Regions from separate parts of the Mus musculus genome. Here all the other regions are linked to region 2. A link is a contact called in public Hi-C data. All regions are on one chromosome and are shown on one strand. The core of a region is the stretch at or near the end of the contact, and the rest is flanking DNA. Distances in the headings are between cores, read along the strand shown.

Region 1 (4,187 bases), core at 1,468-3,967, 330 kb after region 2:
TTATTTCTTTTGGTAATACTTACCCACAATAAGAATTCTGTATAGTGTGCAGTTATTTCATAGTGAAAGTATCTTTCAGCTTTGACAAACTTCTTTTGGGTCCCTAAACACACTTTTTTCAAGCTCAGTGATCGTCCCTCTGAGTGCCACCAAACCCTGCCTACAAATTGCTGAACTTTGCTTTGCATTCGGAATTCTGGAGCAGACTCTGAGGCGAAGACTCACTCATTTGTCCACTACCTGGAGAGGGAGCTAGGCAAGCTGCCTCCGTATAAGCGGACCACACATCCTGACGCGCAGAAGTGCAGGTCACAGTTTTCGTCCTGCCATAATCATTTTTGAACCAACTACATCTGCACATTTTTAGACACATCTTTCCATGTACACAAACCCCAAATGTCTGTATCCTTTTCAAAGACTCAAACACCTGAGCTATTGAGACTGAAATATTTTCCTTCTGCCGATTTCCCCAGCAAAGATTCCAGCTGCAAAGAGGTCCATGAAAGACATTAAAATCACGTAGGATTCTAATCACAAGTGCCAGTATCTAGTCAAAGTTGGGACTCATTCCCAACTTTGTGACACGGCTGAGTTGGGCCTAAACAAATTTATTCATATGTTTGTTTGTTTGTTTGTTTGTTTGAGATAGAGTCTTACAGTCCAAGCTGCCTCCAGACTTGTCTCAGCTTCTTGAGTGCTGAGAATACAGGCATCAGCTACCAGATTTATTGGTTTATCTGAGTGTTAGATTCCCTGAGACTGGAGGTCCTGGTGGATGTGAGCTGCCTGGTCCAGATGGATGCTGGGAACTGACCCTGGATGTGCTAGAAGAGCAGAAAGTGCTTAGTCACTGAGCCTCCTCGCTAGCCTCTACTTAATCTTCTGCAGCTTGGTCCTCACATTGCTGTGGTCTGTGTTGCCTTTTCCTGACGTGGCTTGGTAGTTAGCTGCCTTTTCTTCAGCAACCTGCTCTTCTGTGTGAAGACCTTGAAGGTTCAAGGCACTTCAGGCCAAGCCTGAAAAGAGACGAATGTAACATGGCTTGAAATAATCATTTGGAAACAGCAGAGGTGTGGAGGCTCAGGTGGGACCATAGCGTGAGTTCTAGATGCTCAGGGCGTGGGGTCGAAAGCCCCAATGCTGCTCTGATAATTATACATATAGCACAGGCATGCGGCTCTCTTGATGAAAATGGATGTTAACCGCAGAGCCCTTGCTCACGGCGAAGGCTTGCCCATGATTTACTATGCATTTGATTTATCTGCTGACAGAACCATCACATTGCTTGGCCAAGCTTTTTTACATCAGAGACGCCTCCTGGTGGTATTGGCTTACCAGTGGGAGATATGAGCTACTCATAGACACTACTAGAGTGGGTATCCTATTCACACATGACTTCTTTAGGTTTTTGAGACAGGTTTTCTCTGTGTAGGCCTGGCTGTTCTGAAACTTACTCTGTAGACTGGTCTGGCCTTGAACTCAGAGATCCGCCTACCTCTACTTCCCAAGTGCTAGGATTAAAGTCCTTACCACCAAGACAGGACTTATCTGAAATTATGTGTGGCTCAGCCCGCATGGATATTTAGAGCATACGTATATTGTGCTGGTGTCAGCTTAGAAACCTATGCATTGAAATACACACAATAATAGCACACAGGCGACACTTGTATATGGGAGGGAGAAAAGGATACATTTAACAGTGCTAGTCCTTATCCAGGCTCACTCTGTTGTCTTGCTAACATAGCTTCAAATGAAGGCCAGGATTCTTCCTACTGACCAGTGAGTCCTTTAGGGCTTGTAAGAGAAAAACTGAAATGTAAAGAAGTTATTGGGCCTTTCGAATGGAGAGGGGCTTCTGAGAGGCCTCCCGGGGTGAAAAGACATTGTTGGAACCAGAACTGTGAACTTGCTGCATTCCCACAGCTGTGGACAAAACAGGAACTAGGAACCCCAATGCGACCCCCACTACCACCCCCGCAGAGCGCATTTTCTGGGAAGGTCGAATCAGTCTCCCTGGGACCCACCACATGCTGCGGGCGTGAAGAGTTTGTAGGAGAAGAAGGAAAATCAAAAGAAAACACGATGAGTTTGCCAATGTCTGGGATACCCAGAGTTGGCTTTGCCGGTAATGGCCTCAAATTAAATTCCTCTCCGTCTTGCTCCTCTGCCACTCTGCCCAGGCTCACTTTAGAAACCAAGAGGCAGAGAACAAAGCAGGCAAGTTTGTTTTTCCAGAACAAATGGGGCAGTTTGGGGTCCTGGTGGAAGCAGCGCTGACAGCTGGCTCCGTGTTGGGACACTAAGGGTTTTAACACGGTTCATTCAAGACTGTTTAGTCTGGGGGCGGAGGATTCATTTATCAGCGCCAGTGTCATCGAGGCAGTTCTGATTCCCAATGATTTGTCATCTGTATGTGCCTGCCACAAACGAAATAGAACTGAGCAGTTACTGCAGGGTCACTTAAAAGCCAGTCCCCTTTCATTTATGCTCCTTAATGGAATTAGCAGTGAGGGACGGGGCAGGGGTGGGGGAGGGGGGAGGTGATGATGGGGGACCGGACTGACGGACACCTAGCTACTGCTAGGGTGCTTTGTAAATAACAACTGGCTCAGCATCGCCAACTGCTTCCCGCTGGCTCTTGCAGAACTGGCAGTGCATCGAGGACACATCCGGCAAGCTCCGAATCCACAAGTGTAAGGGACCCAGCGACCTGCTCACGGTCCGTCAGAATGCACGCAACCTCTACTCTCGCGGATTGCATGACAAAGACAAAGAGTGCCATTGTAGGGACTCTGGCTATCGCTCGAGCAGAAGCCAGAGAAAGAATCAAAGGCAGTTCCTGAGGAACAAGGGAACACCAAGTAAGCTCAACCTTGTGACCCCCCCCAGCCCCCCCCCACACCCCACACACATACAGCGGCAGGAGGATCCCTTTTCAAGACAACCTCCCCCGTGATTCACACACAAATGAGATGTTCTCGGTGCCTAGATTTCAGGATAAAAGCAAAAATCATTGCTCAGTTTAAAGTAAGATAGCAAAGATCAGCTAGAAATTTTACTTTGCGAGCATTTTCACTTAGTATAGAATAAAAATCCACTTAGTAACTTCCTAGGGACCAGGGCATCCACACACGCAGCGGGTGTCCCTCGGGACCAGTGGGGGAGGGTTAGAGCCATCTGACTTTACCTTCATGGTAATGCTCTAATATGCCTGCCTTAACTTGATTTAAAAGTTAAATTTTAGGTATCAATCAGTTCATGTGTGTTTAACCTTAGAGGAAAGACATGAGCAGTTTTTAAACGCATATTTTTCATGTTTTAGACTGTATCTTTAAATGTTGTCAGACGCTTGTATCTTGTTGAGTGGCAGTATCAAATTAGTTGAACTCAGTACAGCATATCCTTACTGCCTACAGGTTTTTTGTTTCTTTTTTTTTTTTTTAGTAAAAACTCTCAGGTAACTGATTGATACAGACTACAGAAAACAGGAGGAACATCTACTGAAGAATGATAGTCTACTGCCACCTCGTGGCATATTAGAGAAGTGGCTCAAATCTGTGCACATTCTATGTCTGGAAACAAATAAGTTCTGTTTAATTGGACACAAAACACTTAAGAGACTCAGAGTTCCTTAAAGCGACATTTTTGTGCTGAACAGAATAGACTAGAGGGCCATGAATTCCTTATCTAGGTGGACTGGTCTTCACTGGTTCTTAAAGTGGTTTATAGCCAGTACACAGAGTTACGGGATTGTCTTTCCTCCTGGAAGGAAATTTCACACTTAAACCTCATAAGAAAAATCACAGCTAGAATTAATAAGGTTACAAGGCCCCCTGATACAAGCATCCCACTTAGCAGCAGGAACACTGTCCCCTGCCAGAAAGTTTTCAAACTGCATCCTACAACAGGAGCAGGTTTCCTCTTTTCCTGAGGTGATAGTGGTGCAAGTCGTCGTCTGTCATGGCAGCCACTACTGCACCTGGAAAGTAAGGGGTCCTATAGGGACCAAGCTCCCCTGTAGGAAGGCTGACAGTTGCGATTCCCTCGTCTCTGTGACTCTTCTTCGTGACTTAGGAAGCTGAAGACAAGATTCCAGAGAAGTGTGCTTGGCAAAGCCCAAGCATGAAAGCCGAGGTCAGAGCTTGTACAATAACACCCTTAGCCAGGACCCAGCGGACATCAGGCAG
Region 2 (3,652 bases), core at 823-3,322:
GTTAGGAGTGCCTGACAGGGTATTCTGGAGTATTGTGTATGAAGAAAAGAAGGAAGCCCCCTTAGAACACATAATGACATCTAAATGTGTCCCATATAAGGCATCAAGAGGCATTAATTAATACCAATCTGTTGTTAAAATTATGAGTTCACAGCTAATCGCAGCACACCCTATAGGGAGGCAATTGATTTTTTTACAGTCTTACTGTAAAATGAGCTGAGCCAGAAGTCAAGTGAATCATATGGGAAATTAAACAAACAATGACCTATTGAGATCTTGTAATTTGAGAATCACATTTTGTCTACCTAATTTATCTAGACATTGACATTCTTACATTAGATTTTTAATTGCATTTTGTATGATGGCTGGACAGATGGAAGATCTTGAAAAAGATTAGATGGGAATTAGATGCAGCCTTTCAGAAGGCTCTTCCATAGAATGTTAGAGACTACACGATCCTGAAAGGAGATTATGAACATAGACTCTTAGCAAGCAACATCTCTGCATATCACCTTCCCCTCTGTAGTAAGTATGCAGCGCCTACCTACTCAGTCTGGTGCTGCCTAAGGGCAAAGCAGGAGCTCCTATCATTAGTAAGTGAAAGCCACTGTGGTAACAGTATGCTTGAGACACTTTCTCAGCTTCTTGGAATCACTACCCACTTTAAATTGGAACGTGTGTGTGTGTGTGTGTGTGTGTGTGTGTGTGTGTGTGTGAACTCAATGAGAACAAAAGAACATGTTCAGCTACTTTCCTAACAACTATCTAAAAAGCTTGGGAACTGGCAGGAGCAAGAACATTTTTTGAAATAATAGGAATTACATGAAAAGCTATCCCCATCCTTCTGACTTCCAGGCTTTGGCAGATGCTAGGGGCCCTGGGAGAGCGCACAAGCTAGCACCTGTAGCTTTGCTTTCTGATCCAGCCAGCCCTTTCCACCAGCAGCCATCAGAGTGGCTGGGAAGAACTGTGGGAGGTCACAGTGAGATGTAGATGAAGGCCTCTTCGACATCATATTTCCTTTGGATGGGAAATAAAACCATAAAGTTTAGTATTCTGTGCCTTGGAGACACTGGAAGGCCCTCACAGGTGAGGATTTTAAACTATCTTTTACCTAGATTGTTGGTTAAAAAACTCTATTCAGATCTCTTGTTTGATGAAGATGTGTGGTTTAAATATAAAAAAGACAGGGTGAAAACTGGATTATTGCTCATCATCTCTCTAAATATATTGCCCTATGAGTGATATTCCATTGTTTAATGGATGTGTTTTGTTGCCTTAGACTCAACTCAAATGTGCTCCCTCAGGTCTTTAGTGGCGATTGAGGGCTAGGTACACTTGACCATGCCAAATCTTCAGGATGCCTTATGGCACAGAAAATAGTAGAAAAGGGGAGAGACAGCAGGTCTGGAGTAAGATGACACATCCTGGGAGAGTATTAACTTGTGACCTGCACCAATCCTGCAGTATCAATTACCTTGAAGATTTCATATAGCCAAGCCTATGGAAATGCAACTGATCTCAACACTTAGAAAGAAGTGTATACACAAGACTGCATCATGCTCTTACTCGTTCGGATGCTTGGCTCACATGATGCAACTCTTCTCAGCTGTGATGGAGCAGAAGGAACGAAAAAGTGGCAAGTCTACCTCACCTCCTTCTGTGTCGGGCAAGCTGAGCTACGCTGCGTGTTCATTCCTGGCAGAACACTACAATTTCTTATGATCATGGATTCTGATTTGTGTAATTAGACAGCTTTCGATTTAGTCTATTTTCCACATTTTTTCCATTCTGCTATTTAAAAAATATATATCTTTGTTCAACATATATCAGAAGTGTTCCTCAATAAATTTTTATAGTCTTACCTCAAAAGCCTCTCAGTAAACAATGTAAATACAAAGCAGAATTAGAGATTCCACTGGCTTTTGTCCCAGACAACGTCCTTTCAGCAACTGAGATTTTTATGTTTCTAAACATCTGTGTTTAATTCACATCTTCTCCCAAGTAGGAAATGTGAGGCAGGACAAGGGAGTCACTCTTCATCAGCAGACTAGGGGCGGTGACTTCATGGGCAGCAGCACGTCTTAGAAAGCCATGCAGTGGAAGGAAAATCTTAAACACTCCACACTGGTTTAAAGAACTGGATGCCTCATGCTATCCAGTAAGCTTCCCAGTAACTGCTCAACTTTTTTCAATTTGGTAATAAACAATTGCCTTCTAGACCATTTCCTTTTGCAGACGCACAAACTCTGGAATCGCTGAGTAGCCCCTTCCTTTGATGGCCTGGCCCAGGGGCTGCGTTAGCACCCCATAAATCCTGTAATTGTAGAGGATCCTCTGGCAGTGTGTGGGTTTTTCTGTGAAATCACAGTGGGAAGACGATCAGGAGGAAAGTGGAAAATGAAGCATTCTGAAGCATTAGAGGATTCACAATGGGAGCCAACGGCACCAGCGTAGCCCCAGGCAGAATTGTACTGTTGGCAGGCAGGCACAGTACAGTGCTACCTCTCTTGCGTTCACAGAGGGTGAGGACAGTTAGATCTGGGTCTTTCTTCCTCTAAATATTTCTGGCATCAATCGCATATGATAAATTCCAAACGAGAACTTGAACAAGGATATCAACTAAGTTATGCTCTTTTCTCTGGATGGTTGATAAATATGTTTATCATATGGAGAGAGGAAAGGCAAACCGGGTATACAGAGGTATGTAGGGGTGGGTGTGTGTGTGTGTGTGTGTGCACGCGGGCGCACGAGTTTGTCTCAGCAGGATTTTGGCCATATCAGTGAGGAAGAAAAGCCCTTATAGAATCCTGCCATTGGGGTCTTATTTGTTTTTAATTCCTGAATTCCTGAGGGTTGAGCCCAAGTTCCTGCATAATCATGGCCTCCAACACTACTTAGCTGCTCCCTTAAAGGCACAAATGATTAAATTTCACAGTCACCTATAAATTCTCTCTCTCTCTCTCTCTCTCTCTCTCTCTCTCTCTCTCTCTCTCTCTCTCTCTCTCTCTCTCTCTCCATGGTGCTGGGATTTCACTTTTTTATATATAAATTCCATTTATTTCTACATCCCAACAAGATGTCAACATGCTTGGAAGGGTTGAGTATACTGGGCTGGGCTGGGCTGACTGCAGACCGGGCTTGACAGTCTGTTGGAAAGCCAAATTATACCTCATTTAATAGAATCTATGCTAGTCTCTGGATAAGAAACCTTAACTGCTGTGTTTATAAATGCCTTGAGAACTGAGGGGCATAAAAAGACACATGAAACATTTCCCTTAATGGTATCAAATTTAAGTGTTTTCTAGCATGTTGAAACCAGAATAAAACTACAGTAATTAAGAGATTAAGACATACCAACAGACTTCTCACATCAGAAGTTAAAAGGAAAATTGTGGGTCTCTTAAGAATCTAAAGCTTCTCAGATAACAATGGCCAAAAAAAAAAAAAAAAAAAAAAGACTATACACCAGTACTAAACTGTATGGAATATAGAATTCCAAACTCTGAGACTGGGGAAGCTTCATATTTTTAAAAAATAATCAGTGGAGCATAAGAAATGTATTGAACCATCTGATAACAAACACCAACACTTTGGGCTACCCTGAGGCTTTCTCTGAAGGCAACTCCTCTCCATCTCTACCCACTCTCCC
Region 3 (4,051 bases), core at 472-2,971, 300 kb after region 2:
TAGCAATTCTCTTAATTCTATAATTTTTAAAAATTAAATAAATAAATAGATAAATAAATAAATAAAGTCCCAGTTGTTTGCTTTACTGAAAGCCTAAATGGCTTTGTTCAGGTGACATAAGTAGTTAGGGACAGATGCCACCTTTCCGTGTCCCAGCTGTCCTGTCCATTACACCAGACCATGTCTCACTTCATGTCCCAGCCACAATGAATATCAAAGTGGACCATACATATTTGCATAATTGCAGTGGGCATTTCCAGCATCATTAAGCAATTCTCTTTTTAGTGTATTCCTATAATCAAGATCATTTGGTCTTACTCTGCATTCGTTCAAATGTTATCTGCCTAAAGACGTTTGAAGTCAAGTGGGGCAGATCTCCGTAAAGTCAATTATGGAAACTCCATTTTAATGAAATGGAAGATGACTTGACATGGGAGAGCAGGTCTAGAGTCTCCAAGGCAAGGCTTTGCAAGTGTGTAGGAAGATTGTAGAATGGGCTTGTGCTAACTATGCACCGAGACCTACCCCACCACTCAATGAACAACACTATCAGTATCAGCGTCTTTTTTGTTGGTGTTTGCAACTGAAAAATAATGAAGAAAACAGATGTTCAATACATCAACAAAAGAAATATATTTTCACTGGAATGACAGCAAAGATCATCAATATTCAAAAGGAACCACAAAGTTCATATTCACCAATGTGAATTTAATATACAACACATGCATTTCTTGAAGCTATTTCTTGGCTACTAAGAATCATTCTATTATTTAAAAAACAAAAACAACAACAACAACAACAACAACAAAAACGTAACCATGGAAGAGGAAGGTGTTATTGTTGATTTTTTTTTCAGAATCCTTTTTCCTGATTTTAGTCAAAAAGTAACTCAGGGAAAAAAGACTCAAACTGGGAAGAAAATTAGCATCCTGTTGAAGACTGAACTTCACTGGGCGACCAGGTGTGTGCATGCGGTGTAGTCCTGAGCAAGACACCCACAAAAGCCAGACAGGGGAAAACAGCACACAGAGAAGCCTCAGGGAGGCAAATACAAAGCCTGCCTCCCAGCCCAGGGACAGTCATAGGGAGCTGCAGATGTGGGGGACAAGCAGATCTGTCTGAACCCTGCACTTCACAGGCTGGAATTGTTACCAAGCCTGAGAGAGCGATACCTCTAGGTCATTTGTTGCCTTGTTTTGTATTGAAAGGACAGAAACTCAAAAAGCAATGATCTGATCCTTTGTCCTCTCAATTTTAAAGTGACAATCAGTGATGGCCACTTTTCTGTGATACATCTAATGAGCCAGATTATGTATCTGCAGCATAAACTGATATTCAACAATTCCTCAGTAGAAAGGACAATACTTTCAATTTAGCTAAAGGTGAAAGATGGAAGGATTGTTGGAAAAAACTCACCTGTTCTGGGGTTGGGGACCTCTGTGCCTGGGAGCTTGGGTCGGTGTGAGGACACAGAGGGAACAGTGGCCTAGAGCCGCTAGCCTGAGCACTTTGCAAAAGGAGAGCGGGGTACCCAACAACTGAAGACAGTTTCCCAGTTGTAAGGAGTGTTCTTTCAGTGAAGCTGTCCCTGAGACAGCTCCCGGCCCTCTTTGGGGAGACTGAAGTCAGGTCCTTATGCAAGCAAGCCTTAATTATCACTGGAGGACAGAAGGCTGCATCTTCAAGGAATTTGGCAGACCTCAGCAGGAGGCAACCACAGTCTTTGGCAAAAGATCACTTTTCAACAATGTTGTCAGTTCCAGCACCCCGGACCTTCCACCTGCAGGTCTCTGAACAGCTGCTGTTCTTGGGAGGTGGGGGGAACAGCGGCTGTCTGTCTTCCTTTAAAAAGCAAATGTGTGCCCCCAGAGCCCTGATCCCCCCGCTGGGATCCCACCTGGAATGTCCTCTTCTAAGCTAGAGGTCATCTCCCATATTGAGAAAGTCAGAAAACTACAGGGGGAGGGTGGACAGCTTTGACAACAGGCCCTGAACTCTCCCTTTTAATATAAGCCAGATTTAACATATGTCATTTGGTAAATCCAGGAGTCCAATTTGAGGCTTGTAATTTGCTGCAAGTTTCCCGGCTCCTCAAAGTGAGGTGGGGCTGCGCCAAGTACATCAAGGTAACTGGTGGAAGATGTAATTTGCCCACGTGAGCCTGCATGTCGGTTGCCTATTGTAATTTTTATTTGCGTTGAGGTTTTGTGGTTTTAAAAAAAAGTCAACTAGATTTATTTTTAAATTAAGCCGACCTAACTTCAAAGGCAGTGTGGGGAGGATGGGTATTATGCAGAAACCCTGTGTAATCTCTTACAGCTGGATTCCCTTTGGGGCCACAATTGGTAAAAGACTAGGAGACCTTTCATGACCAATGTGCTGTCTTGCTCTGACCTCATACTCCTCCCCCAAATTCCCCTACCCCGGGGCCCCAGTTCATGGGTGCAAAACCTTTGCTTGGGGATTTTCGAGCTTCTCTGTCCTTCTCAGCTTCTTAATCTAATCCTGTTTGTACCACGCATGCTGCATAGCCAGCGGGAAAGGCGGACTCCATCCCTTCTGCTGTACCCACTTATCATTGCAGCCTTTTCTAGAAAGGGGGAATCCTTTCAGGCCAAAAACTGGAACCACTTGGCTCCAGAATCATTTATCTGGTAGGCAGCAAACACCGATATTCAAAGATTCTCTTTGACGTAGTCATTAAAAGGAAGAGGAAAAATGGGAAGGGATGGTTCGTTTGAAAAGAATGGCAGATGATTCTCAGAGACTCGGTCGTTTAATGTCCCAGGACTGTTTTGACCCAGACATTCACATGAAGAGAATTTGCTTGTTGAGTTGTGCAAGTCCTAGAGGAACCCCCTGCACCCCACTCACACATGTGCAGACTCAGGGTTGCTTTGTGCTCTTCAGTTATCCCTTTAGTGGGAATTCATGTCTTCTACCAGGCACCATTTGTACCTTTGGCAATGGCGCTTCCAGGGCTTAACTGATGACTGTGAGCAAACCAGGTAGCAAAATGATGTCTGCTCCCATCTAACATTACTGACTATCTGAATGGACCCTCTGGCAGAAGAAAATGTGAAAATCAGGTGCCATCTCTGGCTCGGTGTGCATGTGAACATCCCCAGGCACAGCCATGCAGTGTTGTAGAGGGAGTTCCATATTACAGACTGGGTACTCGAATTTCTCCTAAAATTACCTGTTTCAACAGGACTGCTTCCAGGCTCACTGTCAGACTTTCTTTCCACAATCCTTCAACTGAAGAATTCTATCCTGCAAACAGGGATAGATAAACTGATTCCTCAACACAGCCGGTGGCTTGCTCTGGGAGACTGGCACTCTCAGACAGAGGAAGCATCCCTTATGCATTGCTTTGTTCATGTTCATGTTTATGCGCTGTGGGATTCAGGCTTGATTCTGCTATCTTTGTTCAACGATGTTACTTGCCTACCTGGCTTGGTTTCCAAAGATGTAAAATGGGGACAATGAACCTTTAACCAAAAGAGCTGAGACAGTCAAGTTAGTTAGAATATATAAAATAATCTAGATACTACTTTACAGTAAATACTCCCTCTGTGAGCTTTTAATAGCTTGTGAAGAGAAGGCTTCAATGAATGCCTAATAGTGTCTCCGTAACATAGGTCTCACCTCAGGAGCATGAGATGGTGTCATCTAATGGAATTTAGGGAAGACTTGATAAGAAAGTGATCATTTTGAGTTTCCAGGGCTGTGTAGCTGATACCATTAATCTCTGCAAACCACTACACACACACACACACACACACATACACACACACACACACACACACACACACACACTGTAAGTGTGAACACACCTACTCCACAGCAAAACCCACTTCTCTATAGTTAACAGAACCCTTGTCCTCTAACCCTATTGATTTCTCTATGAGGCAAGTACTTTCTTAGTAACTGTGTAAATGGCAGACTCAGCCTTGGTTATAATCCCAGAAAATACAACTGAATCCATGGTTTTAAGCTCCACCATGAACAAAGAACAAACCTCATGACAGCAGTATGTAAGCGAGCAATA

The links. Hi-C and Micro-C count contacts between places; a contact is called where the count stands out from the background.
Region 1: a contact with region 2 is called in a Hi-C map of uterus, with 9 times the contacts expected there. The contact joins two enhancer-like sites. A contact is called at or near these places in 3 of 484 Hi-C or Micro-C datasets (all in uterus) and 2 of 9 other capture datasets (adipose tissue and embryonic stem cells).
Region 3: a Hi-C map of uterus shows a contact between it and region 2, with 4 times the contacts expected there. The contact joins two enhancer-like sites. A contact is called at or near these places in 1 of 484 Hi-C or Micro-C datasets (uterus) and 1 of 115 datasets of contacts at active chromatin or transcription factors (embryonic stem cells).

What each region holds. Positions count from the first base shown.
Region 1 is chr1:12,833,469-12,837,655 of GRCm38.p6, forward strand. It overlaps Sulf1 (sulfatase 1), which reads left to right. Exons shown (of 22, transcript NM_001198565.1): 13 at 2,645-2,861. Among named protein-coding and RNA genes, the nearest start is that of Sulf1, 140 kb to the left of the region's middle. Within about 2 kb of position 2,718, at least 78 of the 459 cell types and tissues checked have an H3K27ac peak or open chromatin away from gene starts, as enhancers often do. A contact at or near this core is called in uterus, where this site is marked.
Region 2 is chr1:12,508,274-12,511,925 of GRCm38.p6, forward strand. No RefSeq gene overlaps it. Among named protein-coding and RNA genes, the nearest start is that of Gm39591, 78 kb to the left of the region's middle. RefSeq lists an enhancer at 903-3,620. Within about 2 kb of position 2,073, at least 41 of the 459 cell types and tissues checked have an H3K27ac peak or open chromatin away from gene starts, as enhancers often do. A contact at or near this core is called in uterus, where this site is marked.
Region 3 is chr1:12,812,795-12,816,845 of GRCm38.p6, forward strand. All of the region lies in intron 7 of Sulf1 (sulfatase 1), which reads left to right. Among named protein-coding and RNA genes, the nearest start is that of Sulf1, 120 kb to the left of the region's middle. Within about 2 kb of position 1,722, at least 24 of the 459 cell types and tissues checked have an H3K27ac peak or open chromatin away from gene starts, as enhancers often do. A contact at or near this core is called in uterus, where this site is marked.